2 separate regions of the Astyanax mexicanus genome follow, and region 2 is linked to region 1. Evidence: chromatin contacts called from public Hi-C data. All regions are on one chromosome and are shown on one strand. Each heading gives the region's core, a stretch centred on a gene start, on an enhancer-like site or on the middle of the called end of the contact. The rest is flanking DNA. Distances are from core to core; before and after follow the strand shown.

Region 1 (5,439 bases), core at 1,197-3,696:
TGTTGTAACACGACACGACTGGGACTGTGGGTATTGTAGTCTGGCGAAGTGCGCACCATATGCCGCACGCACACCCGTCTCTAGTCGCCTAATAAAACTACAATAAAGGGGTCAATGGTTTGGGACACCGCCGACTGAAGAAAGCATTAAGGAGCACCTTGATAAGGGGTTGCGTCCAATTCTTTAAATTGCGCCTTTGCTTTAAATTGTGGTCAAGTGACGCATGCGCAACTGCTATATATATATATATATATATATACGTATAAAATATATCTATACGCACGCATTATATTGGGGCATATACGATTTGGGATGCAGCCCAACCTCAAACCAATGATCTCAACAAACTAATCAATAATCAAGTAACCAGATAAATGATCATCATAAAGGACAAAAGGGGGCCACACGGCACACATGGCACCAACCTAACCATACCATACCCACCCCCGTTCCTCCTTCTATCCCTCCCTCCATCCACACTCCTCCCACCCTCTTCCTTCCTTCCCTCCCTCCATCCATCCCTCCCTCCCTCCATCCCTCCTCCCCCTTTGCTTTCACGTTATCTGCTGCTGGATTTAGGTCGCGCTGTGGATCCACTTTGAAGCACTTTGGTCCGGGTTTGCACCATTTAAATGTGGCCACGATGCAGCGTGGCGCTATTGGGCCAATGTACAATGCACCTTCCATAATTATCACTACGATTATTTACGAATAATTACTATTATTATCAGCTTTATGGCAAATACCAATCTCCGAACGTGTGATAGATAACCTTGCGCGCAACCACGCATGCCCATTAACTTGGCTTAACGCTCTTATCAACGCTTGGTTTCAGCCCTTAAGCCATTAACGCTATTTACGCCATATTTACGGCAGGCACGAGCTCCAGCTAAAACTAACGTATATACGTTATATCCGCTATTGCCTATGCATTGCATTTGTGCATAAAAAAGCAACCTATATTAAGGATACTCCTTAAAGTCCTTCCTGTTTTGTATCTATTTGGCTAAAAAGAACAAAAAATCATACATGTAAATAAGCTGGATTCCGTTTTCAACACTTGCAATGCAATTGCAATGCCATTCTGACCTATTTAAATCAATTAATCATAGTCATTGAACATTTTGCTAAAATACGTCTACAAACGGATCGCTTCTACAAAAAAGCAAGCATGGTGTTTCTTTTATATGAATGAATTAAAAACTATTTTAAAAAAAGGTTTGCATGCAATTGATCAATTCTAAAGATATATCAAGAAATATGAATGTAGTAATGAAGTAGGCTATATGGAGGCATGCAGCGGCAGCAGAAGCACCACCAGCGGATGGGCCAGATAAGCCCCGGGGTTCCGTGTAGAGGAACAGCGAGCTAACCTCAATGTCTAACACTGTATAATTAAAAAAGCAGTCCAAAACATGCCTAAAAGGCTGCAATGTGTTACTTATTAAAAGTCCATAAAAAGAGCAACAAAAAGGAGCAAAAACAATCCGAATACATCGACGCAAACGCCGGCCACACAACGCGAAATCTGCACCGAAAGCGATCTTACAGGCCGGTTGTGAAATGAATTAATGTTTACCGTTCACAAGTCCAAGTGAACCTGAACGCACCTAATATACACCCTGATTTTAAGCCACTTTAAATCTAAACCACTTTTAAAACGACTTAATTCGTGCGTTGATTCACGCAAGCATAAAGATACAAAAAGGATAAAAAGCGATAAACGGATACAAAATGAACACAAATGTCAAATGGTGCGACCGCCTCGTCAACTTAAGCACGAGCGCGCTGTTAAAAGCCGAAGCGAGGGATAAAAGCGATAAATCAACACCCCGCCAACGCAACGCAAGAAAGTGAAAACTATTTTAGCGAAGATTTCCGACGTTTAAAAACGCACAAACATGCAAGATAAAGGTGGAATAAGGTCCGCGCGAAAAGGAAGGCTTCAAAAGCTCCGGCGCCCATCTCTGCGTGTATAAACAAAGAAACCCGCGCGCACGAGCTACAATGTAACCGGGTCGCCCGCGAAGCTTTTATTCAAAGAAAAGACCCTAAAAATACAACGCTCAACTCTTTACAACCCACAAAATAAACCACTAATCACTCTGAAAACCAGAAAACAAAGAAATTAAAAAACATTTCGGACCGATTTCCCCACGTATTGGCGCCAAACGACGTGAGTCTTGCGCTTTAAACGGGAACGGAGAAAACCCCCTCCAGAAAATCCTCATTTTCACCAAAAAACAAACATAAAAACACGAAATCCGCACGTTCACAAGCTCCTTACCTTGGCGGAGATTTCCGTGGCGGAATCCACTTTTGTGTCTGCCATTTTTAAAATAGGATTAGTGAAGAAAAAGGAGAACGTTCCCCTAAAAAATAATAAATATTTAATTTCTTATATGTCCTTTTTTCCGCTGCTGGCTGTAAGCGCTCTAATGCCGCGAGCACGCGCCGCACCAGCCGTTAATATAGAGCGGTGGGCGGAGTGGAGGGGGCGGGGACGAGATGTGTGATTGGCGGAGGGCGTTTGGGGGCGGGGGCTTTTGCGCCGTGGAGTGGAACAATGGATAGTATTTCTAAAAGGGAAAAGAACACACACACGAACACCAACACACACGTATATATATATATATATATATATATATATATATATATATATATATATATATATATATATATATATTTATTTATTTATTTATATGTATAAATATATATTTATATAATATATATACACACGCATATCATTAATATTTTTAACGCGGTAGCACAGTTTTAATACCCCCCCTCCCCTCTCTCTCTGTCTCTCTCTCTCTCTATATATATATACATAGATAGATACATAGATAGATACATAGATTAATATACATTCATTAATTCATATTGATCGTACTGTTGAGTTAATTTACTACAAGTTATTTATACCAACATTAACCTTTAATCACCTATTCAGCAACATAAATGTCACTACTTCAAAATATATACATTTCTATATACATTATTTTTTTACAATTTGGAAGACAAAGATAGCATTAATACATTAATTAACACGTGCCCCCCCCCCCCCCCATCTTTTTTTCTCTCCTTCCTACTTCCATTTTTTTTGTTGCGTAAAATTCGCAGTGCGCTGCGCACAAAGTGCAAATACCGCCCCCCCCCCCCCCCCTCCACATCCTCCCCGCCCCCGTCCGCGCTGAACACCGCACAAAGAAGGTGATCAAAAACGGGGAAACGGAGCAGCTTTAAAAGCGTTTTTATTGTTTTAAAAATGCTAAAAGCCTCGTTCATACACAATGCGAATTCCAATAAATGCGCATTTATATTAATAACGCATCTTAGTGCGTGGCCGTGTTTAATGGGGTCGGTGAATATGTGGATTATATGTGGATACATAAAACGCCATTGTGCTCGTGTTATACATATATAAGTATATAAATAATTAAATAAAAACCCACGCGTCTGATCTCAATCTTTTAAATTCGGATCAATGTGCGGCAGTTTGTTGATGTGCGCGTTTAAGCGGTTTTTTTTAGGACTGGATTTTTTTTAGAAACCGTAGTTTGAACGTTTAACAGCGTCGATGTTTTTTTGAACAAAGGGAAAGAGAGAGAGGTAGATAGAAAGAGAAAGAGAGAGAGAAAAAAAGGGAGGGAGGAAGGAGAAAGGAGGGGGATTTCAGCTCCTCCATCATAACCTACATTCAAATTCTGCTCTGACGACGACGCCGTTCAAACACAGCCGCTTCTGATTGGCTCCCTGAGCGTACCCGCCCACTGCGAGGCGATCTGATTGGCTGGCCGAAACTACGGCTATGGTACGCCACGCCACGAGCTCCCCCCCAGAGTCACGCTATTGGCTGAGCACCGCGTCAGTCACATTTTCAGACAGTGGTAAACTGCAAAACCCGGATTCACATTCGGATCCGGATTCGAATGTGCAGTTTTTGGACCGGCTGGAGATCCGCTCGGCTGCTGGGCTGCAGGGTTCAGCTCCAGCCCGGATCCGACACACCTGATCCAGGTGATCAGGCTGATGAGGAGCTGGGGGTTGATTAGTTGGGATTAAGTTGGAGCAGATTATCTGCTTGCAGAGAGATAGAGGAAGGCAGATCTGGGAAGGAGGTTGGAGAAGAAGTTTATCTTAATGGAGACAAAACTCTACATTAAATAACTTTATGAGATCCCAACTGTACAATAAACATTGATGGGTCAATTTCCAAGACAGGGATTAAGCCTAGTCCTAGACTACATATCCCTTATAGTAATAAAATTGACTTAAAATGCAAAGCAAATGCAGCTCAAAGTGCTTCAAAATGAAATTAAATAAAACAGAAAAATGTAAAACAATAAGTAATATAAAACAAATAAAAACAATTATTAAACTAAAGGTATAATGAAGTAATACTAAATAGATAAAAGACAATAAATATTAAAATAAAGTAAAGAATAAAATAAACATAAAAAAGAACAACAAGGTCATTCAAATAAAACAATTAAATAAAAACAAAGAACAGATAAGAAGCTAATACAAAGCTAAGCTAAAAATATGTTTTTTTAACTGCTTTTTAAAGCTAGTAGTTCTAGATGTTTGAAACAGAAAAATGAAGAATCTCCATTTAAAGTACTGTATAACATATCTCCAAAATAGAAATTTTAAAATCTTAACTGTCAAAGGAAATCAATGTAAAAACAGTTTATTTCAGGTAATTTTCATTCATCAAGAAATTTTAACACAAAAGACAGTTGGTTTTATGCTTAAAACTTTTTAAATTCTAGAATTTGCTGTTTTTACATACCTAACTATTCAGCCTACAGCAGATTAGCTCCACTATTATAATTTAGTACAGGCCAGCCAATAAGATTAGAGGTCATATACATATACTAGTCTTAAAGACATATGTACAAAAGCACCAGCCTTTTTACATATCTGCTTATTTGGCCTACATCATATTAGCCAGGGAAATATAGTAACGAATAGTAGAAGTACTTCACTACTGTATTTAAGTACTAAAATGCTGTATCTGTATTTACTGCAGTATTATTTTTACTTCACTACATATTTTGGATGAGTGTAATTACTACTTTTACTTTGATACATTGTTTGTGTACTTCATCATTACTCGTTACAATACAGAAACTTCATGAAGCTTCAGATTAGCTTACGAACATTAGAGTGTAGAAAGACTAATTCCTCCCAAATTCCAAATAAAAAAAAATGTCATTAAGAGCATTTAATTGCAAAACATTAAAAATGGATGAAATAACAAAAATGATGCAGAGCTTTCAGACCTCAAACAATGCAAAGAAAACAAGTTCATATTCATAAAGTTAGTTAGTAAGAATATTTGGTGGTTTTCATGCATCTTGGCATGTTCTCCTCCACCAGTCTTACACACTGCTTTTGGATAACTTTATGCCTTTACTCCTGGTACAAAAAGTT
Region 2 (5,439 bases), core at 908-3,407, 40 kb after region 1:
TATATATGTATTTACTCAGTTCATGGAAAATGCTATGAAAGCTTCATATTTGAAACTAAATTAACTAGCTAGCTTTAGCTTCATGTGTTAGCTAGCTAGCCACTTGTAGTGCTACAAGACAAGAGACTATATGTTAGCTAAAAAATGGTGAATAACAAGGAACAATTCGACTTTTTGGCAGTTTTTATTTTATGTGTACAAGAAAAATACTACTAGGAAAATTCTAAAATAGGCCAGAGATTAGCTTTAGGCTTCTGGGTTAGCTAACCTTGCTAGCTTCAGTGCTAGTAAATGGTGGATATCCCTATTTGGTGGATATCTTGATTATTGTCACTTTTTTGGGGGCATTTCCTCCGTTTACACAAGAACCAAACTACAAAAACTGTATATTTGAGAGTCTAAAAGAGGCTAGACAATAGTAGTAGGCTCCTGGGCTAGCTACGTTAGCTAACTTTAGTGTTAGCTAATTTAGTAGCACTCATACATTCTCGATCTGAGAATGAAATGTTGCCTACATTGTTAATAATATGAATATTGTGACTTTATGGGTACTTTTAATCACTCTGCACAAAGAAAATGCTATAAAAATGGTTAGCTTACTACTTGGGTCTTACAGCTTAAATGAGGCCAAATTCTAAATGCTGCAGGCCTAACCTACTACTAAACTGTAGTAGTTTAATTGAGTTTATGGGGGCTTTTATTCACTGTTCACCATTGTGGGGACCTTCAGCTCTCTTGCTAACATTGATACTAATGGGTTGTACCTTATTTTTTCTTTTTTTGAGGGAATAAATGTTGCCTAAAGGGCAGATTACATGTACAACAATATGTGGGGATAGTAGGAAACTGAATAAAAGTGTAGAAATGTAGGTTAGCTAGGTCTTACAGTCTAAAAGAGGCTAAAACTACAGCAAAAAAATCTAACTGGTAATCTACTAAATAGTGGTTTAATTAAAAGTTTACATGCACCTTTATTTACTTTATATAGCAAAAAAAGCTATAAAACAGTCTAAAAGAGACCAGATGCTATGTTTCGTTGTAATTTTAAGGTTTGCCCTCAAAGCTACAGCTGCTTTTGGGCCTGATGTTATTCTTAAATGTTTTTTTTTTTAAGAGAGCAGATGCTTTTTTTTAAATCTAATTTTAAGGTTTAAAAGTAATCTACTTTGTGTAGCTGCTTTTAGGTACATTCATACAAAAAGACAAATACTAAGCAGATACAATTAGCTAATAACAGTATGAGTAATAAATGTCTTTAAACAAACTTTTATCAATTAAAAAGTCTTAAAAAGGGGGTTTGATTCACTTTACAGTAAAAAAAGGCTACAAAACTGTCTAAAAGAGACCAGATGCTAGTGTTATATTTTTCTAAATCTAATTTCAAGGTTTTAAACTTTAACCTACAGCTGCTTTTATGTACATTACTACAAAAAGACCACTACTAACCAAATAAAATGAGCTAAAAACAGTAATGTGACTTATATCAGTTAAAACGTTTAAAAAAGGATGTTTTATTTACTTAAAAGTAAAAAAAAAACTACAAAACTGTCTAAAAGAGACCATGTGCTATATTTATCTAATTTTAAGGCCTATTCTTAAATCTACAACTGCTTTTAGGTACATACATACAAAAAGACAACCACTACCCAAATAAAATGAGCTAAAAACAGTAATAAGTGTCTTTAAACCAAATGTATATCAGTTAATATTAGTCTTAAAAATTAGTATTTTATTCACCTAGTACAGTTAAAAAAATAAATCGACAAAAGTGCCTGAAAGAAACCAGAAGCTATATTTCAAATCTAATTTTAAGGTTTATCCTTTAACCTACAGCTGCATTTAAGTACATTTGTACACAAAGTCAAATAAAAACTCACTAAAATGACCTTAAAACAGTAATTTAAGGCTTTTAAAGCTAATTTATATCTCTTTGTGTGGACTAACGTTACTACGTGCTGTTAGCTTAGCTAGCTAATGGGCAGCGTGGTCAGTTCACCGTAGTGGGGACCTTCAGCTCTCGGCAGGGAAAACGACACTAAATCCGCATTTTATATCAGAAAAACACACAAAATACCACGTATTCGCCTCGATTTCTGTAGTTAAGATGTTATATTAACCACCAACCGCAGCACTGAACCACAGCCACGCAGCAGAGCGTGGAAATGCTCCCACAAAGCCGGGAATACCCGCTGGACTGTGTGTGTTATTGTTCTGCCATGACTCGACTTGTCCGTGTCGTGAAATGGCGGCCGGCCTCACACAGCCGGGTACCGCGGAAAACCCGGAACGGATCCGGATCCTGATTACAGCTAAACAGTATGTGTCACACTATGGTGAAAACTGGTAAAAATCCGATTTAAACGTTTTTAAACGGTACTAAAACTATTATAAAACGAGTTAAACGGCTCTTGATGGAGTTAGAATAGTTCTAACATGCTCTAAAACGGTTTAAAATAGTGCTAAAATGGTTTAAAACGATACTAAAACAGTTCTAAAACTGGTTCTAAAATGGTTCAAAAAGGGTTTAAATGGTTCTAAATGTGTATAAATGGTTTAACAACGGTTTAAAATGGTTCTAAAACGCTCTAAAACATTTTAATTTGTTTTTAAAATGGTTTAAAATGGTTCTGAACTGATCAAATAGTTCCAAAACATGTTAAAACAGTTCTAAATCTGTTTAAATTTGCATTAAAATTATTTTTATGGTTTAAAAATTGCAAAAAAGCAATCTAAAACAGTCTAAAAGAGACCAGATGCTATATTGCAATGTAAATTTAAGTTTTAAACTCAAACCTACAGGTGCACTTATGCCTGATTTTATTCCTAAATGGCTAATTACATGATCTTTTTTACTTTAAGGAGACATTTAGTAACTTTATACTAATTGTACTAAGGCCAAAATACTAACTTTATGCTCAAGGGGGGAAAAGGCTAACCTAGCTAGCTAACAAAATGGGGAAATGGGGTGTATACTTTATTTTTCTCTTTCTGGGGAACAAATGTTGCCTAAATGGTGGATAAAACATTCTGACTTTGTAGGTCTTGCAGCCTAGAAGAGGCACAACCAAGAATAAAACCATCGTCAATATTTTATGTGCAGCAAATTGTCATATACCACAATTTGGAAACAATTGGTTTAGAGATTTAGGTGAATTTTCCATGGACTAATGCTGTAAAACACTGTATTTTAGTTAAAAATGCAGTTTTTCTACAATTTGCTTGTGTCCAGATTAAACATAGCAGCATAAAACTGTATGTTTATAATGAATTGTGTTGAAAATGATAATGTAAGTAGAAAAAACATGTTCACCTGCCCGGTAAGAAAAGGAATGCTACAGGTGCAGCTGTTCGAGTCTCAGCACGTTCAGCTATGTAGGCTAAAACTACAGAGCTAGCTTTTTGGCTCTACGCCTCTTTTCTTTTCTCCTGAAACTGTTAAAGCAGCAGCTCAACCAGCCATGCCAAATGAGATAGTAGGCAATAAAGTCAGTAGACAGCTGTTAGCATTGATGTTAGCTTCATGTTTACACTGTGCATCTTAAAAGAAATTAGAAAAGCATTAAAAAGTTATTTTATTTCTGTAATTCAGCTTAAAATGGAAACTCATATATTATGTAGATGTATTAAACACACAGAGTGATCTATTTTAAGTGTTTATTTATTTTATTCTTGATAATTATGGTTTACAGCCATGAAAACCCAAAAATCAGTATCTCAGAAAACTAGAATATCATATAAGACCAATTAGTACTTTTGGCAGTGTGGGCAGTGTGCCGAGTCCTGCTGGAAAATAAAATCCGCATCACTGATTGGTGGAAACTTCACACTAGACCTCGAGCAGTTTGGACTGTGTGTCTCTCCACTCTTCCTCCAGACTCTGATCCCTTGATTTACAAATGAAATAAGTAAAATTTACTGATGATCAGTGATGGTTTAGAGAGACATGTCATCTGCTGGTGTTGATCCACTGTGTTTTATATCTCAGTTATGACGTGCCCTCACTGCTGTCAAGCGAAGACAGTGAAGACTGGGCAGGCTCTGCTGGTCGGAGAGGCTCAGAAACTTTGAAACTTACTGCTATTATTATATGAAATTTTGTTTTATTCCGTCTTTGGTCACTGAGCTTTTTTTTCAGACATGCCGAGGCTTTTTAGGCTGTGTAGCAGCTAAGGTTTAAGGTTTCAGCTGAACCAGCCCTGCTTGCTAGTTTCCATGCTGCAGCACCGTTCGTCACTGTTGTGTACAGTACTGGCCACCTCAGGGGTGGAGTTAGTAGTGTTGGGGAACGAGCAGCAGGAAGAGTCAGAGGCCAAAACAACCACAGATACCATACCCACGATGCACTGCACAGTCCAAATAGGAACATAAATCAAGAGCTGCCAGTGCTTTAATTCGGTTTCCTTAATATCTGATGATACATGCAGATCGTTTTATTATTTACTACTGAAAATGTAATCCTTAATGGTCCTTTAAAGGTAAACCAAAATACAGAGTAAAAACATGGTGGTTTTATTAAAATAGGCCCATTTACAGTACAGAACAATGGGCATAGGGTCTCTGTTACCGTCACCAGCATCATCTATCTGGGGTGTACTACTATATTATACTACTACAAAGACCAGCTCTCACACACACACACACACACACACACACTGGTAACCTGATCAGTAAATTAGCTTTATTCTGTAATGAGAGTGTTGGTCTCCTCCCTCCCCTGCCCCCACGCTCTGCACCTCCTATAGGCCTACCAAAAATGCTTGCTGCCAATGGGGGGGAGGTGGACCTGAGAGCACAGATAATGGGCGAGGGGGGGTGGGGTGGGTGGGGGGTTGACTTCAGGGCCTGTAGGAGGTCCAAGATGCTTCACCAGAAGTTTCCCAGCTGTTACTTTTAGCATTCCTGTTTTTAGCTCTTTTTATAAAATATAATTAGGTATATTTTAATTATAGGATAATTATAGGTTTAAAACGTGCAGATAACTGAGTACAGTATATTATAAATAACGAAAAGCTATATTGTTGAGCAACATGGGCCTTCTTTTTAAATCTTATCATTTCCATGTATTTCCATATATATCTTTTTTTTTTATAAAACTAAAAGAAGCAGCTGTCCTTTACAGTGGGTCCAAAGTGCATGGCTAATGGACCAATAGAAATGCTCCAAAATGAAATAAGATACATGGAGATATACGTTTTGTTTTGCACATTGGGAGTAATTGTGTTAAAACAATATATGCACAAAGAACAGACCACAAGCTGTAGTTTTTAGCATTTAAAAAAAATATAATAGTTAATAATATATTATAAATGCAATAAATATATTTCTTTAAAATAACTGTATATTAGAATTTTACCAACATTTTAGGGCTTGTAGGAAGGTCTAAACTGCTTCGCAAGAACTTTCCCAGCTGTTACATTTAGAATTACTGTTTTTTTTTTT

The links. A called contact is a pair of places that touch in the nucleus more often than the background predicts.
Region 2: a contact with region 1 is called in a Hi-C map of muscle, with 11 times the contacts expected there. The contact joins the enhancer-like site here to the promoter of ptmab in region 1. A contact is called at or near these places in 3 of 3 Hi-C or Micro-C datasets (blood and muscle).

Annotation. Positions count from the first base shown.
Region 1 is chr4:53,614,838-53,620,276 of AstMex3_surface, forward strand. ptmab (prothymosin alpha b) reads right to left here and starts at 2,447. Exons shown (of 5, transcript XM_007232766.3): 1 at 2,288-2,447. The coding sequence starts at 2,332.
Region 2 is chr4:53,655,579-53,661,017 of AstMex3_surface, forward strand. No RefSeq gene overlaps it. Among protein-coding and RNA genes, the nearest start is that of phb2a, 33 kb to the right of the region's middle. Within about 2 kb of position 2,158, the one cell type or tissue checked has an H3K27ac peak away from gene starts, as active enhancers do.